Linked DNA regions of Sus scrofa: region 1 is linked to region 2. The links are chromatin contacts, called in public HiChIP or PLAC-seq maps. All regions are on one chromosome and are shown on one strand. Each heading gives the region's core, a stretch centred on a gene start, on an enhancer-like site or on the middle of the called end of the contact. The rest is flanking DNA. Distances are from core to core; before and after follow the strand shown. Region 1 holds the start of LOC102160869 (atherin-like). Region 2 holds the start of CAMK2G (calcium/calmodulin dependent protein kinase II gamma).

Evidence for each region. HiChIP or PLAC-seq counts read pairs in DNA pulled down with a chosen protein or histone mark.
Region 1: an H3K27ac HiChIP or PLAC-seq map of skeletal muscle shows a contact between it and region 2. The contact joins the promoter of LOC102160869 here to the promoter of CAMK2G in region 2. A contact is called at or near these places in 1 of 5 promoter capture datasets (liver), 3 of 47 Hi-C or Micro-C datasets (embryonic fibroblasts and skeletal muscle) and 2 of 2 datasets of contacts at active chromatin or transcription factors (alveolar macrophages and skeletal muscle).

What each region holds. Positions count from the first base shown.
Region 1 is chr14:76,698,361-76,704,521 of Sscrofa11.1, reverse strand. LOC102160869 (atherin-like) reads left to right here and starts at 4,375. Exons shown (of 3, transcript XM_013983354.2): 1 at 4,375-4,738. The coding sequence starts at 4,399. VCL (vinculin) reads right to left here and starts at 4,235. Exons shown (of 21, transcript NM_213934.1): 1 at 4,068-4,235. The coding sequence starts at 4,235.
Region 2 is chr14:76,589,425-76,596,169 of Sscrofa11.1, reverse strand. CAMK2G (calcium/calmodulin dependent protein kinase II gamma) reads left to right here and starts at 3,626. Exons shown (of 21, transcript NM_214193.1): 1 at 3,626-3,775; 2 at 5,162-5,256. The coding sequence starts at 3,711.

The DNA.
Region 1 (6,161 bases), core at 3,126-5,625, 110 kb before region 2:
AGACAGTTTAACGACTTCTGTTTTTTCACACTGCTTACTGAATCCCACGCTTGGAACCTGTCCCCTCCTCTATTTTTTTCCTTTCCCACCCTACTCTCTCCTAGGCCCCCACATTGTTTTATTATTGCATTACAATCACTCTTTATGTTTAAAATGGCCTTATTTTGTGCAATGGACTATTACCCAGCAATAAAAAAAAAGAATGAATTTCTGATACATACTATATACTATGGATGAGCTTTGAAAGCATGATGTTAAGGGAAAAGTCAGGCACAAAAGGCAACATATTTTATGATTCCATTTATTTGAAATGTCCAGAATAGGTCAGTCCAGAAAGACAGAGAGCTGACTGGTGGCTGCCTAGGGCTGGAGTGGTAGGGATGGGAGAGAATGAGTGACTGTAACAGGTAAGAAGTTTCTTTTTGAAGGAACAAAATGTTCTAAAACTAGATTATAGTGATGTTGCACAACTCTGTAAAGACACTAAAAAACACTGAACTGTACACTTTAAATGAATGAATCGTATGTGAATTATGCATCAACAAAGCTTTTTCTTTTAAATGGTCTTGTTCAGGATGCCAGGTTGAAAAAAGAACATGTAAATAAATATTCCCATCCTAGTCTCTCCCTAAGTGAGAATAAAAGTGATGACTCAATTGTGATGAGAGTGTGTGTGTGTGTGTGTTTGCAGTGACCAGACTACTTTTGTTTAACAAATATACCTAAAAAATTACAAATCCAAATGAGTCTTGCTTAATAATGCCCTCAATCAAAACTTGCCCTCAGATTCTCAATAATTCTATGCCTTTGTTGAGGTAGTTCTTTCCACTCCGCTTTTCTTATCACATCTTTAAATTTTCAAACCCTACCTGTCTTTAAGGCCAGCTCAAAAGTTACCTCCTCCTCCATGAAGCCCATGCTCTCACCTTCCTCTGAACTTCCATGATACTTCACTTCTTTCAGCCACTTAAGACTTCCAATCCAGTATTAAACTTATTCTGCCCAGTACCATACTTACTGCTTTGACCTTAAGAGAGGATCTCAGTAAATACCTATTTGATAAGTATATGACTACTGCTTAACAATTCAGAATTTCAAGTTCGCCTGGTAAATTTTAATTTTGGAAATATCTAAAAGATTCCAAAAAAGGTTACATCAAGTAGTAGGGCTAATGAATGCCCATTTCAGACACAATTTTCTTGACTGAAGTAAAACAAATTAATTTGACATATGTATGTAAGAAATTCCCGAAGAGAAGCACTGGAATATGGACATAACCCCTCATGATAACTGAAAGAAACCTGAATTGTATAAATTCCAGAATATTTGTTCAAAAATCAGCTTCATTATTTTCTAGTAACGCTACATGTTTTTCCCTGAGTGCAATCATCAAGCTCTACTAATTCTTTTTCTACTGCATTTCTAATATAGTTCTAATATAACTCCCTCTTCCCTGCCACAGCCAAGTCCAGTCCCTCATTTTCTTCATGACCAGCCAATTTTAAAAGTCTCCTAATTTATCTCCCTTCCCATAGTTCCTTCTTTCCTTCAACAGTACTTATCAAGCCATCCTGTGTGCCAATGTTGAGGGTAAGAACGGGGGAGCAAATATATATCATATGAGGCCTGTTCTCCAAACAACCCAGATGGGAACTTGACACACTATACACAATTTATCACAATATTCAGCAGCAAATACATAAGGGCACAACGGATACCCAGAATTCCAAGTAATGGGTAGGTCCTCTGGCCTCCCCACAACACAATCCATGCCTCTCCCTCATACCACTGTCCTCATCCTCTCCTTCCCATTCTCTTTGTTCATCTTATTGGACTTCTGTTAAACTGCCCATATGGCATGCACCGACTTCATCTCCAATTTCTCTCCAACTTGCCTCCTGAGCTGATCAAGACAATCTACTTGTGGTAACTTGAAAGTGACTTACAAGTACTTTTGTTCACACTTGACTATCAGCACCATCCTCCTCACTTTCTCTCTGCTAACTCCCAAGATACTCTCAAGTCCCTTCATAATGTATTGGGAAGTATGTAATTATATGTAATTTTGTTTTCAGTTTATGACTGGCCTCACTTCTTTTGTATTTGTCTTACAGTATCTATCACAGTATTTCCTAAGGGTATATAACACAGCCACCTACGGAGCTTCCTGAAAACACAAAGGCCTTGACTCGACCCCCAAAAGAGCTCCTCAGTAAGTCTGGGGAGGGAACTGGATATCTTTATTTCAAAAAAGCCTCACTGGTGATTCTGATGCACATCTCAACCTGAGAACCACTGATTTATTAAAATGCCCCCTATATAGCAAACATGCAACTCTTATTAACTCATGCGTTAAAGCTCATAAATAACTTTTCTCTAAATGGCCTAACCAGATAGCAACCCCTAGACAACACTAGCTCTGTTCCAAGTGAAACATGTGGTTTTAAGATTTCATTTCCTGAAAGACTCCTTGGAGGGACACTATTACCTTGTCTCTTTACATTGTTTCCTATTTGTTGAAAAATGGAGGCCTGGAATGCAGCCATGTTAGACAACACTACATAGGAATGTACTCTGGAGTCTTCGATTAAAACTAGTTATAAAAAGAACAAGAACACTGTAGAACTAGACATTTTGAATGAATACAATATTCTTCCTGAATATCAGAGTCTTGCTAAATCTACACAGAAGGCAGCACGGGAATTTGGTCAGTAGCATCTTCCTAGTCCTGAACAGTGGAGGAGAGCCCTAGAAGACTGGGGAAGACTTTCACGTTTAAATGCCTCCAAAGCATTAAAGTGCTCTCATCAGGTAAGTAACTCAAGCCCCACCCAGACCCACGGTTGCCTCCCAGCCTCCTAACTACCCTGACAGGCACTCCACAAAGCTCAGTGGGGGAGCAGTATGAACTTTTTCCAAAGTTGTTCCTCACAGGCAGCAGCTGTCTGAGTCACCCACCCAGGGTGGGAAAGAAAAGTGTGATATTAGCCATCGGAGTGTTAGGAGACTGGTCACACAGCACCTCTTCTTCCATTTCAGAAGTGGGCTCCGCCTCCTCCAGGAATCACCTCAGTTATTAGTCACAGCTGCGGGCTACAGGGGTCTTGCAGGGCCACTTAGCCACCTAGGAAAGTTGTGGATCTGGGAGGAGACGCCCCGGCCTTTTCTCCGGCAGGGGCCGCAGATCCCAGATTCCAAAGGCCTCTCCCAGCAGCTCCATCTTGCTTCCTGTCAGGAGGAGGGGCCGACAAGAAGGGCCCCCGATCTGGAAAGGCTCCCGTGGGAGGACGCCGTTTGACAGCAGGTAAAACCAGGTGGAAATCTCCACGGGAGCGGGAGGGGACGGGGAATGAAAGGCAGCAGGGTTAAGCGAAAGGGGGAAAGGGTTATGAATTTCTGCATAAAGACATAACCCGGCGTTTGTGAGGGCCAGAGGTGTGAGCAGAAGTAGAATGCCCAGGGAGGGAGGAGACGGAGACGAGTGGCCAGTAAGACAAGTGGACAAAAGCGCCGGACGCGGGGAGCTCTGGGGAGGGGTGGTGGGTGAGGCAGGTTTTAAGGCGAGGGGCAAGTATCAGGAAGGAGAACAACGTGGCTCTAATAATCTCTGGAAGGAAAGGCAGAGAATCGGTGGAGAAGCCCGCCAGCCCAGAGGCTCGGGAGGCCTAAAAAGGAGCTGTGAGCAAGAGTGTCAACCGGTGGGGCGACAGACTACTGAGAGAAAGGGGCTATCAGACTCCTAACACCTATCATTTATTGAGCGCTTACTATAGATCATAACACCGCGCTAGGCACTTTACAAAAACCTCGCGGAATCTTCACAACAAACCCGCAAGGCAGGCATTATTACGACTGCCCCCATTTCATAGATGACAAAACTGAAGCTCAGAGAGACTCGGGGTCTTGCTCAAGGTCACAGCGCGGGGGAGTCAGGATTCAAACCGGAGGCGGTCTGGCTCCAGAGCCCACGCGCAAAGCCGCAGGCAGCACAGGGGAGCCGCGAGGCGGGCCGGGACCCCTGGGACGTCTCCCGCCCCCGTTCCCCATCCCAGGCCTGGCGCGCTCACCCGGACGAGGTTGCTGACCGCCGCCTGCACGGCGGCCACAGGCGCGGTGAGGTCAGGGATGGCTTTGCCGTCCACCTCGCCTTCCTCGTGCATGATCACCAGGTGCGAGATCTGCTGCGCCACCGGCTCCAGGATGCTCTCGATCGTGCGCGTATGAAACACCGGCATCGCGGCGGCTAGCGGGGCGGCGAACCGCGGGCTACAGAGAACTGAGAACGGCAGAGAGGGGAACCCGCGAAGAGAGGGACTCCGAGCAGCGACTACGGAGTCCGGGCTTCCCTCGGCGTAACCAGCCTCGCGGGCGCCCCACCCCCTCGCGTCGCCGCGCCCAATGGCAGCGCCGTTCAGATCGGAGCCACCATTCCTATTGGTCCTGCTTAGATATGCCCCGCCCCCACAACCGCGCCGCCAAGACCCCGCCCCGCCCCCATTCCCAAGGGAGGGGCCTGGGATTGGGGCTGCGCCTAAGGGATTGCGACCGGATTCCCGAGCCCTAACGCCGGGCGCTCCTTATAAGGGCATGGTGGGAACGGAACGTGAGGCTGGAGTCGGGGCCCCGCCCCCCGGGGCGGCCTCCCGCCTCGTCTCTGCGGAGCGCCGCCCCTCTGCAGAATCACCTCAGCTGGGCGGGTTCTCCTTACCTCCCGCGGCGCTGGAATCTGACAAGACTGGTGAGCTATAGTTCTCCCTGCCTGCTGCCCAACTTTTCCCTTGAAACGATGCCCTGAAAATACTCTTTCCATTTCCTCTCTGTAATATAGTCAAAAAACAGAAGTGCATAGAGAAACAGGAGCATCCCATTCATTCACACACACTCCACCCTCTGTGTCCTCAGAATACTCACTGTTAACAGTTTGGTGCGCAAGCTTCGAGACCTTTGTCTGCTCACTTTGTTGTGCACGTATATTTTTTTCTAAGTAAGTAAGATTAAACATTTTCCTGGAACTTGATATTTTTCCCCCTTGGAATACCCTGATCATCTCACTGTTGGTAAATGTAGGTCTAGGTCTACCTCATTCTTTTTAATGACTGCATGGTATTCCATTGTATGGAATTGAATAATTTCCTAGTAATGGACATTTAAGTTGGATTCTGTTTTTTGCTATTAAAAGACAATTCTGGGAATTCCCCTGTGGCTCAACAGGTTAAAGACCCACCGTTGTTACTGCTATGGCTCTGGTAACAGCTCTGGCCCAGGTTGATCCCTGACCTAGGAAGTTCCACATGCCACAGCAGGGCCAAAACAACAACAACAACAATTCTGCTTGAACATCACAGTACTTGCCTATGTATTGTGTGTATGTATATTTATCTAGGACTAAAAATGAGTAAAAATGCAGAAATGTACATTTTACATTTTGATAAGACCAAATTGCCTAATCCTCTCAGTGTGCTTTGTAGAAGACATCTTTTAAATGTCTTCCTCACCTCAAAATTTCTTTTGCCTAAGCTTCTCCATTCTAAGACAAAACACTTTCACTAATACCTCCAAGCAGAAGATGTGCAAGTCAAATGAACGTATTTCTCAAGGGCCTATGTTTTACAAGAGACTAAACTGTGTCTTGCCCTGTGCAACTTTAGCAGTTATTTTTGTTGTTGTTGTTTTGGTTGTTTTGTTTTGTTTTCTCAGTTAATATACATCCTTGGTTCTGCTGTGTGAGTTACCAAATCCTGCACTTTTCCTTCTAATACCTCCACTTTTTCTTTATTGCTTTCAATGTCCTCATAGACAATGGATTGCTTTCTCTCTCTATCTTAATTTAACATTTAGTTGTTATTTTCTAAGTTCTAGGAAACTTAGAATTTGGCATTTTGTAATTTCTAAGATTGCATATAGAACCACCAACTCGATTTGCGGAACCAGTGCAAAGTAAAAATGTAGATCTAAAAGGAGGAAAAAGTGTTGTTAAAGATACTAAAATGCAAAGCTTGTTCCTTTCTTTGGTGGTATCTCTCTCAACCAGTCACGGTATTTTTTATTTGCTATTTAGTGTCACACTCCCTGGGGAGCAGATACCTTTGGGATGAATACAGATCCCCCCACAGGAACCTAAAGAACCCTCTTGTCTACTGTTGGACTGACATGCAATTCCC
Region 2 (6,745 bases), core at 2,377-4,876:
ATTACTCAGCAGTAAAAAGAATGAAATTACTGCCATTTTCAGCAACAATGGATGGACCTGGAGATTATCATACTAAGTGAAGCAAGTCAGACAGAGAAACACAAATATCATGTGATATTACTTGTATGTGGAATCTAAAAGATAATACAAATGAATTTCTTGACAAAAAAACAGACTCAGAGACATAGAAAACAAACTTAAAGTTATCGAAGGGAAAAGGCGGGGGGGGAGGGATAAATTAAGAGTATGGCATTAACAGATACACACTGCTATGCATAAAATAGATAAGCAACAGGGATTTACTGTATAGCACAGGGAATTAGAGTTAATATCTTATAATAATGGAGAATAATGTTTTTTCTTTTTTTTTTTTTTCATCTTTTTGCCATTTCTAGGGCCGCTCCCTTGGCATATGGAGGTTCCCAGGCTAGGGGTCTAATCTGAGCTGTAGCCGCTGGCCTACACCAGAGCCACAGCAACGCCAGATCCGAGCCACATCTGTGACCTACTCCACAGCTCACGGCAATGCCAGATCCTTAACCCACTGAGCAAGGCCAGGAATCGAACCCACAACCTCATGGTCCCTAGTTGGATTCGTTAACCACTGAGCCACGACAGGAACTCCAATAATGGAAAATAATCTGGAAAAAAATATATATATAACTAAAACACTTTGGTGTATACCTGAAACTATCATAATATTGTAAAGCAACTCTACTTTAGTGAAAAGAAACCCTAACTTTCAACTGCTCCATTTCACTCAACTCGGAAAAGTAAGTACTTTTATACTCTAAAATTATATTCCAAAATCAGGGAGGGAAGCGTCTTTCATTCGGGGGCAGACTCATGGTGTAATTTTCAGAGCCTTCCAGGAGAAAGATCAGCAGAATGACGGAAGCGTCCACCTAGTGAGGCCCCTCTGGTGATTATCAGGGCATCCACGTCCTGTGTAATTCCCTGTTCCCTGCACTATGGGCATGGCCTGAGTGCTGGTGCTCCCCAGGGGCTGGCTGTACCAGAACATCGAAACTCTCGGACCCTGGGAGGTTACCATAGATACTGATGCGCAGGAAGCTGGTGAACTTGTTATTATTTATATGTAGGCTTCCGGTAATTGCTGTGGGGTGGCTGGAGGTTGTGTGGGTGCTACAGCTATGGGGATCAAGGAGGGTATCTGTCAGGGTGTGTTTGTGTGTACACACAAAGGTATCTGTAGGCTCCAAATGGCCACTGTGGCCACATTGGAGTCTGAGCTGATGAGAGTGGCAGGAGTCGGGGGGGAGTGAGGTAGTACTTGTTTTTGGTTATTTGGGGTCAAGGGGTGGTCTGGCTGCAGGCGAGACATGTGGAAGTTCCTGGGCCAGGGATCAAACCTGTGCAGCAGCTGTGACCTGCGTCACAGCCTTGGCAACACCAGATCCGTAACCTGCTGCCCCACACAGGAACTTCCTGAGAGGTGAGGTGGTAAAACTCTTACTCTCAGTTGGGAACAGGTCAGGGTTGTAGTCCTGTTTTTTCTGTTTTCCCCTGGGACAGCCTAGGGCCCTCCACGGCAGCCCTGGTCTCTGCTTGTTCTGACCTCTCTGTATCTTCTCACTCCACCTTACATTAGTGAATATAAAGTTTCAGCATCTGGAGGTCAGGAACCAAGTTGCCTTGAGGGCTCAGGAAGGGCACATTGATGACTAACTAATATGCAGGCCCTGTTACTGGAGTGCAGACATGAAGGCTGGCCATTGCTTCTGCCCTTAATGTGGATGATTTACTGTCATCCTCATGTACACAATCTCATTGCCCTGCCACACACTGGGACTTGGAACCAGGCCCTTACCCAGGTGCTTCAAGATAGGAAGTGGCCCTACTCCCCAGCGCTTTATTTCCTGTTGCCCTGGGAAGGGGTGGGGCATGATATTGTCACCTCAACCCTTTTCTTCTGCCCTCTACCCTCCTCCCAGGCAATCAGTTAGTGCTTTACCTCTCATATCCCTTTAATTGCCTCCACTGGGCAGTCTGGTTCTCAGACCAGCTCCAAGGGCAGCTGGGTGAGAAGAGAGGAACCCTCCAGGGGAGCTTTGCTCCACCCACCCCCTCAGGGAAGCAGCCTAGGAGGAGGCTAGGATGCCTCTCAGCCTCTCAGTTGTCTGCTCTGGGTGATCCAGCCTGTCAACTGGGATGCCTGACTCCCAGGGGGAGTCCCCTGTAATTCAGACTGAGCTGCAGCATTGAGCTGAGCTCTGCCCTGCCCAGCAGGAGCTGGCCTCTGACTTGGGGTACAGCTGCCCGGGCAGGTCAGGAACCTGCCCAGCCTGTTTCTCCTCCACTAAGACAGTTATGTGCCTCAGTCCTACCATCCTCTGACAATGGGGAAAGAGAAAGGGATGGTAACTCCTGCCAGAGCCCCAAAAAGTAGCCTCATTCACAAATATTTACTGAGGGTCTGGATCTAAGTATACAGTGGTGAAGGAGGCAGAGGCCCTGCCCTATTACAATTCAGTGAGACAGCAAATATTAAACAAATAGCTACCACTGTTCTAATTAGGTATCAGGTACTATTCTAAGTACTTTATGTGATTTAGTCCTTTTAATACTCCAAACTCTGTGAGGTAGTTAGTTACTATTATTCTTTATTATCAGTTTTCAGATAAGGTAACTGAAGCAAATTAGAAAGTGACTTTTCTAATGTCACATAGCTGATCAGTGAGTTGCCCAGGAATCCAAGCCAGGCAGTCTTACCCCAGAGTTCCCTCAGACAGCCATGCTCTAGCTCTACTGCCTCTCACAGCAGTAAACATATCATTACACAATGTGATGAGTGCCATAAAATAAAAATAAAGGGTGCTTGCAAAAAAATGGGGCTATTTTCTCCTTCCTTCCACCTGCTCTTCTAGCCCACAGCACACAAAACCTTTTCTACATGGTTCCCACTTCATCCCTTTCATTGCTGGCAGGAGAGAACATTCTCTCTTCTCTAAGACTGGAGTGCAGGAAGGCAGAGTTCCACTTGCATCCTTGGCTCTGGCCTGGTCTCCCTGAACAAACCGTGCCTGAAAGGTTTTATCTAATAATGGCCTTGATGCTTACACAAGTCTAGACTGTCAGCTTCCCGAGGGAAGGCAGCTGAGAGCTGGCTCTGCACAGACTGGGGGCGCTTCGTGAGTGTGCTGTCTAAAACCTGCTTTTTGACCTTGGCTCTCTCCCCACATGGTGTGAGCCGGACTCGGGGCTTAGGACCCGTGCGTAGCGACCCGCCAGAGAACTCAATGGGCCAGACCTCTGCATACTCCCAACACACACACACTCGCACGCACATTCTGAGCACTTGTAGGGTCTGCCCTGGGACTAGCCCACAGGTCGCGAACCTTTCAGCCCCGCCTGGGTAGGTAGCCCAGGACTGAGACCCCCGCCCCGCGATCCCCTTTACTCCCCAGCGATCACAGCCCAGCTCCGGCTGCTCCCTGGGCGGGGCGGGGCCCGCGGCGGGAGGCCCCTCCCCGGGGGCGGTCCGGGGGCCGGGCGGGGGGCCGGCGGGGCTGGGGGCGGGGCGGGCGGGCGGCGCGGGGGTGTTCCTCCCTCCCTCGCTCTCCCCGGTAAAGTCTCGCGGTGCTGCCGGGCTCAGCCCCGTCTCCTCCTCTTGCTCCCTCGGCCGGGCGGCGGTGACTGTGCACCGACGTCGGCGCGGGCTGCACCGCCGCGTCCGCCCGCCCGCCAGCATGGCCACCACCGCCACCTGCACCCGCTTCACCGACGACTACCAGCTCTTCGAGGAGCTCGGCAAGTACGGTCCGCCCGCCGCCGGCCGGGGCCCCCCACCCTGCTCTAGCCGCCCGGGCGCTATGCGGCTCCTCGCCCCGCCCCCCCGCCCTGCACCGGCCGCTGCAGCGCCCCCTCGGCCTGCCCCACCCCCAGCCTTTCCCGCCAGCCGCCTCTGGGGGCCCCTTCGCCCCCAGCTCCTTGCCCCGCAGTCCCCTCCGCGCCCTGCAGCAGCAGCTGCCCGGGCTGCTGCACCCCGCGCTGCCGCGGAGACTGCAGCCCCTGGACCGCTCCTGGGCGCCCTCCAGCCCCGCCCCTCCCTCACCCTTCAGGCACCCCACATCCCGACCCCGCCTGCTCACTGCCCCCTCCCCACCCTGTTCACGAGCTCACTCAGCATCCTGTCCCATGTTCCACTCGCCTGGCGCTCAGGACCCTCCCCGGCCCTGCAGCTCTAACCCTGCTGCGGTGCCGGAGTGTGGGGGGATGTTTGGTGCCCAGCCCCGCCCCCGGCTGTTGCCGCTTCCAGGATCCCAGCCCCGCTGCTGGGCAGTGCTGCAGCACCCCAGTCCCCTCCCCCAATCCCTGCAGTGGTCCCGGGAGCCGCGCGCCGCAGCCGCAGCATCCCCCTCCCCTCCGCACTGAGCTGGCCGCTGCAGCAGCCCCGGTCCCCCCCCACCCCACCCCGCGGCTCCGAGCCCGGCCACTGCAGCCCCCGCCCTGCCCGCCCCCCTAGACGTTTCCAGAGCTGGAGAGTGCGAGCTCCTATTCGGGGGAGGGGGGACATAGAGGGAAATGTCATGGGGAAGGGGAGCTGTTGATGTCTGAAACCCACAGCTGGACTCCCTCTTTCCCTGCTGTCTGTTGAGCCGGTAAACGCAGTGGGGTGAAGCCGGTTGAGGGGGATTTGAGCCTCACTTTCCTCACCTTCCCCCATGGTTGAGGAAGATTTCTCTCTCAGGGGATTATACCCTCTTTTAATTAATCTCTTCTCCTACCCTCGACTGTTCTGCTGAGAAAAGGGCAGGGTCTCTTCCCTTCTCCGGGTTCTGTTGGCTGGGACTGCAGGGCTGTCTGAGAAGCAGCAGGTGTGTGTTTTATGCATCTCCCACCAGCTCTTGACGCACAGCCTGAGGTTAGGGCTGTTGCTTTGCCCAGCGGCTAGATGTGGGCATGAGAGTAGGGTGGTCCTCCACCCACATTTGTGGAGTGTCCCACAGAGGCCACATCCTTCTGCCCCATGTTGGTTGGTGATAGTCACCACCCATGGTGATAGTCACTATGCTGATGTGTGTGTGTGTTATTTTGACTAAAGTCTGGTGATGGGAGCAAAGCTGTCCTCAGATCTGAAGTGTGTTTGTGTCTCTCTGCTCTGCTCCGTGTCCCAGTTCTTTCCCTCTTCTCCCTCCAGGGGTGCTTTCTCTGTGGTCCGCAGGTGTGTGAAGAAAACCTCCACGCAGGAATATGCAGCAAAAATCATCAATACCAAGAAGTTATCTGCCCGGGGTGAGTATTCCCCATCTTGGCCTCTCCCTGGGGTGCCTCCAAGGGTTATGGATTCTTCTAAAGATGCTCCAGGAGTTGGGGATTGTGTGTTTTAGCACTTGGAGAAGAGTTGGTATTTCGGGGTGGGTAGACTTTGAAACCAGACAAGAAGTTGTATGGAGACCAAGTAGAAGAGAATGAAGATGTAAGAGATGTAGCTTTCTTTAGGGGAAAATGGTGCCTGAAGGCTCAAATGAGTTTGGTTTTTATGGAGGGAGAGGATAAGGGGAGTGGTAGGTGGCTTTGCATGGAGAGCTTTACATTTGGGGCATTTGGAGTCTCTGTATTTGGGTCAGTGGTAGTCACTCCAGACCTGTCCTAGTCCCTGTGCCCCACTGGTGACTTAAGATGGAAATGCAGTAAGTGAACAGCTCTGACAAAGCCAGCCTCCCCTTGCCCACCAGGCGGCAGAACAGACTCCCAAGGGAAGGGAATCTGTAAACATCAGGGGAGGCTGCTTCTGGCGAGGGCTTCTCGGGAACAAATCCTGCCAGATGAACTTGATTGCTTTTTTGATCAAATTACAAAGTTGGTGGTGCAGCAGCAGATGCAGTCTGTCCTGGGTGGAGGGTGATGCCTCATGATCTGGAAATCTCAGTGGGCTGGTCTGGGTGGGAGCAGCATGGCCTCGGGATTTGAGGATTGTGAAGTCAGGCCTGAGAGCCTGGCTTGTGAGATCCTCCCAAGTACCTAGGCTGGGAGGGTCAGGCCCTGTCTTTCACACCTTGAACCTACACTCCCTGCACCTTGTTTTTGGGTGCTTGCCAAAGTCACCTCATCTGATAGGTATAGACCTATCAGTGTGTGGAGTGCTCTGTGAACAGGTGTGGTGAGCATGGAGGTATGTGGATGGGTCAGGTCATCAAGGGCTGCAGGGTGCAGCACGGGGACAAAGGTTATGAGACTCAGAGAAAAGAATTAAGAGCAGGCAATAGGATGCCGTAAGTATATTAGGAGCCAGGACGGATGCCATGAGGAAGATATGGGCCATGGCTAGTAATGATCTGGGCGTCTCTGGGTTAAGAGATACAATAGATGTCCCTAAGCATTGGAGAAGCTATAAATGACAGTGGGCTTCTGTCATATTGTCAATGATTCCGGGACCTGTTTAGCAGGCTCTGTCTGCCTCCTGGCTAGGCGGGCCTCTCCATCCCCACAAGCAGGGGTTGTCTTGCTGCCTCCCTCCCAGCCCCCATCTCTCACTGTTCCTTTACATTGGCTATTAAGTTGACTTATTTGTTTTCTTTCTCTCTGGGTACCTTGAGTTGGAGGCGATGGTTGCCATAGAGATATGTGGGCAGTCAGATGCCCTCCTCCCATGGGGTGGGGGAACAGTGTGGTGGGCTGGGCTCTTTGGCAGACATCCTTTGGCCAAGGATGCAGGGTGCAGGCAGGGACGACAGTTTGAGAATGGATACTTCCCTGTGCCCACACAGCATAGCCCTGGTGC